2 separate regions of the Pan troglodytes genome follow, and region 1 is linked to region 2. Evidence: chromatin contacts called from public HiChIP or PLAC-seq data. All regions are on one chromosome and are shown on one strand. The core of a region is the stretch at or near the end of the contact, and the rest is flanking DNA. Distances in the headings are between cores, read along the strand shown. Region 1 holds the start of CEP57L1 (centrosomal protein 57 like 1). Region 2 holds the start of ARMC2 (armadillo repeat containing 2).

Region 1 (3,467 bases), core at 349-2,848, 250 kb after region 2:
TACAGGACTTTGGACAACACAGGTGGATTGAGAAATGTAAAGATTGACAAGCATATATAAGGTGTTGCTGAATATTGTCAATATCTAAAAACTTTAAAAAAGTATTCTAAGACACCTTGTAATAAAACAGGATAAATTATGAACGAAATGGAGGAAAAACTATAATATTTTTAACCTGCTGCACTCATATCTTAAATAGCTACACATGTGAAAAAGAAACAATTCAGGCAAACACAGAGAAAGCTAGTTGAGCAATTTGCCATAAAAGTGTTTCTATCAAATACCCCACCTGGGTCCACCTTTTCAACATGAAGATGTTAGCTTCTTTTAAGATAGGTTTTTATTATTTTATATAATTCTCTTTTTGAAAAAAGAGAGGTTGCATTTAGAGAACACATCCTGGTTTGTTTTGTTTTTAAAAATAAGAGAAAATTGTTCCACCAATTATCTTGAACAGGCTGACTAGGAAACATTTAATATCCTTTATCATTTTAGAGGCTTTTAAATGTGAGCCTTTACACTCAGAACACTGTGACAATGTGAAAAAAAAAACACTGGCTACATTTTCCAACAACATGTAAAAAGAAATATAAGGAAAAACAAGTATTTACTTGGAATTAACTGTAGTTTCATATATTCTTCCAGGAGCAAAGCAGTTTCTGCCTAAAACTCTAGAAAAACACTACTTGTTTACTTACAGAACACTCTAAAGGTGTAAACTCATAATAAAAGTTTACATAACAACCTAATAGAAACAAACACAACGTGAATAACGGCAAGTAAAATTTAACTGTACTAGAGACATAGTTGTATTTAAAATGCTCTTCCTTACCTGGATGCTCTTCAGAATAAACTCACTTTTCTCTCTCACATCTTTGAAGGGACACCTCTTAGAAAGCATAAGCAGATGAGCAAGTAGCTTATTCAACCCATCCGAAGACTCGGTATTTGAAAGCCCGTCTGATGGACGATGAGGTGTTTCTTTCACCGAACGAAGATACTCGGTTTTCCTCAAAATGGTTTGCCTAATATTTTCCAGTGCTGTCTCCCTAGTAGTTGAATCTCTGCTGCAGAGTCCATCCCATCTCACTTCATTCTCTCCTTCAGCCATGACAATAGTTTTTCCTTTGCGGTCTTCAGTTACCTTTCAGCATGCCCCAAAAAATTGCTTTGTATTTTTAAAATGAAAAACGTAAAAATAAAATCAGAGAAATCAAATCGTCATGAAAACACACATCTGGGTGACATTTGGAACCACTGGTGCCTTCAGCCGATCTACAAGCTAGATCACCCTCTCACCCTCTCCTTGTACACGAAAGGGCAGTCTTCTTTCTGGAAAAACAAAGTTGGAAAGTTGCAACCTTGCAGCGCTGGCTTTGGTGGGCAGAGAATTTCGGGGAAGCGTTCTCCTCCGTCTCGCGGGGTCAGTGGATATCCTCACGTTGTGGAGCTGTCAAATCCGTGCTCTGCCCCAAAAGGCTGTTAACAGTCGAACGCCCTCCAGCCATTCGGGGCTTTTTTGTCTGTGCAGCCACCGGGTTCTCTCCGGCGTTCCCACCCCGCCCCTTCTCCGACACCAGTCCCCGCCCTCCGCAGCTCCTCCCAGCGCCTCAGCAGCCGGCCGGCGCCGGCAGGGAAGGCTCGCCGAACCCTGGCCCACTGGCCGCAGCGGCCGGAGGCTTGGGCGCTGTCGGAGGGCGGCAGTCTCGGGCAGCCGTAGTCTCGGCGGGCGGCGGTGAAAAAAAGCGTCCCCCAGCCCCGCCAATTCGGCACCCCCGGGAAGACGCTACTTCTCCGATCCCTGAGCCCTCGCCCACCACCGCCAAGCCAGAGGGCACAGGGCGGCCCTGGCAATCCTTGAGAGCCAGGCTGGGCCGCGGAGCTGGCGGGGCGCGGGGCCCGAGGCGCAAAGCCCGCCCTTCGCCCAGCCCCATCGGTGGGGATCAGCCCAGAGGGCGGGAGCAGGGAGTGGAGACGGGGTCCTCACCCCCAGCCCCTCCCCTTTCTCCGCCCGGCACAAACCGGGAGCCGCCCCGGCCCCAGCGCCTTCTTCCCCGCCCAGGCAGACGCGACCCGCCGAGGCAAAGCCTTAGGAAAAAGCCCCGCCCTCTGGCAGGCTACCTCCGGACCCCAAGTGCGCCGCGCGCGGCTGCCAGTCACTGCCGGCTGCTACGCATGCGTGACTGCGAACTGGGCCAAGCGCTCCCGGAGGCGCTAAGCTTGCGCCCTGAGGCGGTTTCCGTTCCCGGACGTTTGGACTCTGTCCTGGAGAAGGGGAAGGAAAAAGTAAGACGTAGAAGTACACTGAGACTTCGTCACACATAAAACAAGCACGACAAAGAAAGAGGGCGCGAAGGGACTCCTGGAAGAAATTGAGTCTACATTTAAGATCACCCTAAAAGTAGTGACGGCCTCTTTATTACTCCAAACCCCAGATTTAAGTCGGAAGGACGTCTTCGCGTTGACTTGTGGGGAATGTAGTTTCGATGCTGCCGGCGCGTTTTGTTTGCGACAGAAACTACAACCCCCAGGGGCCACCGCGACGTTGCCTGTGGGTGCCCGCGAACCAACGGTTAGCGGTGGCAGGGGCTGACTGAGAGCGTCTGCTTGGTAAGCACTGTAAGCTGGGTTGTCACCTTTCCTTGACAGGGTTTTTCCTTCCTCCATTTCCTCTGGGATTTTGGAGACAAAGCCATCTAGGGTGGCCTCCCTTAGTCCAAGGACTTTTTCCAGTGACTTGCGTGGGAAGGACTAGTCCAGCTGCCCAAGCGCGGGGTGTGGTGGGTGAGGCAAGGATTTGGGATCCTGATCCCAAGGGTCGCAGGGAACGGCCTAAGTAAGGCCAAGAAGGAAGGATGCTGTGGAAACTGGAGCTTCGCGCTGCTGCCTCTGATTCCGCCCTTTTCTGTGGACACACGCGGGTGGATTTGGGATCTCTGCGCATTTGCACCTTTGTTTGCCTTTGCTTAGGGATGTTCTGGGCTTTATTTGCTCAGTCAAATGAAATCCTAGGCAGGGCTTTGAAAGCAAGTTGTCAAATCCATCTCGTAAAAGAATCCCCAGTATTCCTAGATAGGAATTCTTGCAGGCTTTAAGGATACAGCAGGAAAAAGAAAGCAAAACCGTAAAAGTCTCCAAAACTTAGTCGACTTTTTCAAAAGATTCAGTCATTTGCTTAAAATTAGTTTGCTTTTAAAAAGTTATTATTTGAGAAAAGTCGAGGTTTGAACGGCCATCAGTGGACTGATAATCTGTGTAGATTTTAATTCTTTACATTGCAGAATTGCATTGCACTAAATTCTAAAAATTTCATCTTGCTAGGCACTGAGTATACAACAATGAAAAAGACAGTCTTACTAGTTAGAGGAACTAGTTGTTAGACATACGGTTACAATAATATATGATATCACTGGGATGTCTAGAAGGAGATGACTTAGCCCAATCTTGGAAAGTCAGGGAAATCTTCA
Region 2 (3,580 bases), core at 999-3,498:
TGATCCCTATAGCCCCATGCAGCTCTGGGATAAGTGAGAGGAGGAAATAAAGAGCATAGCTTGACACCTTCAGTAGCCTAGAAAGTACCTTTCCATGCTGGGGGCAAAATGCATGTATAATAGCAGCATGGCGTACTGAACTTGGGCATCAAGAATCCCAGATCTCAAGGTCCTTTTACTAGCTATGTGCCTGTGGGCTGATCACTTCACCTCCCTGAACCTCAGTTTTCTTCCATCTCAAATTGAGATACCTACTTTCCAGGCTTATTGTAAACTCCAAATTAGACAAAAGAAGTGAAGTGTTCCAAATAAAAGCAATTTGGAAACCATAAAGTGCTTTATAAATGTTAGATACTTATAATACTTTGTCTTCCTCTTTAATCTCTCTAAAGTATGTGAAACATGTCAACAGTTTTGTTTCTAAAGCAATGCCACTTACAAAACCGATGTGAAATAGCCATCAGGTAACTGTGGAGAAACAGCCAGGTCAGTATAATACGCCACTGCTGTTGACAGCCTAAGTATTTTCTCATATAGCATCCTTCAGTGAGGTAAGTTGGGGAGCTTCATTGCTTCAAATAACTGCTTCCTCTAATTCTGCCCACGTCATTCTTTTCAATTGTGCTAATTTGCCCGGCAGATATTTCCTGGCCAGCTGAGTTGGGTAGCATCAGGTTCCAGTAGCTTGCTTATGGTCTATTTTAGACCAAGATCCTAGGGTGCAAGACCACAGCTAGTAATTGGCTGTACCAGAGGTTTTTAGGTTGATGTTTCCACTGAGATGGTAATTATGTAATCATCAGTTCCAAGTGAGGTGAGGCAGAGTCTCCATAGGGCAGGTTACAAAGAAACCTAAAACCCCCTCAGCCTCTCACCCAGGCTGAGGCTAAAAATAAGGGGTCAGAGAGTGGAAAGGGAAGATGTGTGGGGAAACTTCTTTGGAGAAAGGAGTGTGGGGTGCTATGCCCTTCATCTCAAGCCAGCGAGAGGGGCTTCCCCAGGGGCCTGGGACTGCCAGAGACTGTAGTTAGGTGGCCTGGAGAACTGGAGCCTGACTCACTCCTGGGTAAGCTAAAGCTCCCTCCTATGGCAGCCTAGAAGGGGCTGCACCCAGACAAGCCTGAGCTCTCAGAGTCACTAGGGTGACAGATGTGTAGGGTTCCCCTTGGGACCTATCTAAAGGGGCACTGAAAGGTGGAATAAACCCTGGGTTTTTAGGATTTTCAGAAGCCCCCAGGAGGGAGGTCCCCATCAGTGGGAGACTACAAAGGACCAGGAAAGACCTACATGAGCTGCTTTAACCATAAGCCAGCACAGCAAGCTTGAAGCTGCTCAACTCCAGGAAGAAATGCTCCATCTCCTTCCTTCTCCTCCTCCTCCTCACTGCCAGTTTGATCCAAGCTGGGCCTTAAACAACCTCTAGTGAATAGGGGGGCGGGTGGGGGTCGGGGACAAGCCTAAGCCTAGTGCACCCCTTCAGGGAAGGCCAGCTAGAGACCTTAAGCCTGGGGCTGGAATGGGGGAGGAAGACTTTTTGAAGTTTGATGCATTTGTTTATATCTTGCACCGAACATTATAGTTTTGAAATGAAGCTGTGGTTGAGATTTAGTTACAACAAGACTGTCAGTTATCTAAGAATGAGCAGAAAAATCCAGGGCTGTTTCGGGTCCTAAAATTATCCAATCAACGAATAGGTATTTATTTTCTGTTATGTTTGAAATCCTCTTGAGTATTTTGAAGAATATTTACATTCCTTTAGTTCAGGTTAGTATAATTTCCCACCTGGCACGATGCCTTACACATAGTATGTGCTCAAAAATATTTTCAATTTAATTATTCTTTACAAGATGCTTAGCACCAAGGGAAGTGGCATTTTCCCAATGTTGATGACAAATAGCACTTCAGCTGGAAAATCTCCATATTTATAAAACGTGGTGCAAACCTGAATGAAGAGTGCTTATGATCTCACTTGTATTTAACACTGTACAGTGTTGCTAAATGGTCTAATAGGAGAGAAGGGAATTTAAACTAGAAACACATAAATGGAGTGCTTTTTGCCGTTCAACTGTGATGATGCACGAACAAAAAACGATTGGCCACGGGAGACCTAGACTGGAATCTCCTTCTCCTGCTCACTACACCTCAGGCCCCCAGTTCCTCTCCTGTGGATGGGGACGCCAGGCTGCCTACCTCAGACTCAGAAGGTACGATTACGTGCATACACTCTGCGAACTCTGAAGGGCTCTACAAATGCAAGGGCTTAATAACAGCCAACAGTTTAATATTCGTTGATTGCCACGTGCATAGCGCTTTACATCTATTTTCTCATGCAGTCTTCATAACAGCCCAAGACCTACCTAGGTACTATTATTAATATTTCCTGCCACTTGACATCGGAGGAAACAGAAGCTCAGCAAGTGGCTCCAGGTTATACAGAGCCCTAACCTGAGCCAGTAAATCCTTCTTACCCACAAGCATTAAGCTTCCGTCCTGCCTGCTGTTATTTAACAGAGGTGCTGGGATCCGGCAGGGGAGCAACAAATGTGGTTCGGCAAATTGCTAAACGAAAAGCGGACACCCGCCCACGACGCCTGCTCTGATCTGACCTCCCGGCCTACAGCCCTCTCCAGGCTCCTCCCACCCGCTCCGGCCGTCGCCACGCCTCGGAGCTTCTACGCATGCGTTGGCGGGACCCGCGCAGGCCCAGTGGCCGAGCGGCGTCGTGGGGTTACCCAGCCCGCGCCAGCGCTGCATCCCTGGCCGCCACCCGGGGAGAGCCGGAGGATGAACTGAACCTCGCAGCCGCTGCTATCTCCAGTGCTCATCACAGGTGCTTTGGGTCAGGTCGGAAGCCTCCTTCCCTGAGCCCTCGCCAAGCTCATTCCCCGGCCCGCCTCTCCCGCCCTGCAGCGGCCTGGCCCTGCGGTCTGGCTGCCGGGGCGGCGGCGGGAGGTAGTTTGTGTACGGTTACCATGGAGAAGCTGGCTGCGGGGCGAAGTGGGAGGGTGGCCGGGCGGGGTGAGGATGCTGCTGCGCCCTGCCCTGGCCGGGACCGTGGAGGAGCGGGCACTGCCGTGGGTGGGGGAGCCGCTGTCCGCGCGGGAGGTGAGGTGTCTCCAGCGGCTCCCCGGGGACCCTTCCTGCCGTCGTCCGCCTGTGTGTCCTCGGGGTAGAGAGACGATGAGTGCCCTGTGCATGCTGTCAGGGGTCCGGAGCGGTTGTCTTTTATTTATGTACTGTCGCACTTAGCCAAGTGCGTGGTGCTTAATAAGAAGCCCAGTAATATTTGTTGAATGAGAGTGGTAGACTAAGGGGCTTTGTCTAGGCAGGCGGTGACCGGGCCAGAGTCATACAGTTTATATCTGGGCACTTCCAGGCAACAGGGCCTCAATAAATAAAAATGTATGTGTAACAATATTTAACATACTTTAAAATCATGGAGTGTATACATAATGCCTTTTGTGATCCATTCCCACAAGTAACACAACAGATCTTACGTCCCACCCTGATTTATAATAATTATACTTTAATTTGGTTGAAAAGCAAGCACCATTTATTATATTTATCCTGGTTTCTTAAT

Evidence for each region. HiChIP or PLAC-seq counts read pairs in DNA pulled down with a chosen protein or histone mark.
Region 1: an H3K4me3 HiChIP or PLAC-seq map of stem cell-derived excitatory neurons shows a contact between it and region 2, with 3 times the contacts expected there. The contact joins the promoter of CEP57L1 here to the promoter of ARMC2 in region 2. A contact is called at or near these places in 1 of 7 Hi-C or Micro-C datasets (induced pluripotent stem cells) and 1 of 1 datasets of contacts at active chromatin or transcription factors (stem cell-derived excitatory neurons).

Annotation. Positions count from the first base shown.
Region 1 is chr5:121,008,395-121,011,861 of NHGRI_mPanTro3-v2.0_pri, forward strand. CEP57L1 (centrosomal protein 57 like 1) reads left to right here and starts at 1,599. Exons shown (of 11, transcript XM_009451799.5): 1 at 1,599-2,286. The coding sequence starts at 2,176. SESN1 (sestrin 1) reads right to left here and starts at 1,664. Exons shown (of 10, transcript XM_016956098.4): 1 at 833-1,664. The coding sequence starts at 1,111.
Region 2 is chr5:120,762,660-120,766,239 of NHGRI_mPanTro3-v2.0_pri, forward strand. ARMC2 (armadillo repeat containing 2) reads left to right here and starts at 2,249. Exons shown (of 18, transcript XM_054686854.2): 1 at 2,249-2,830. The coding sequence starts at 2,679.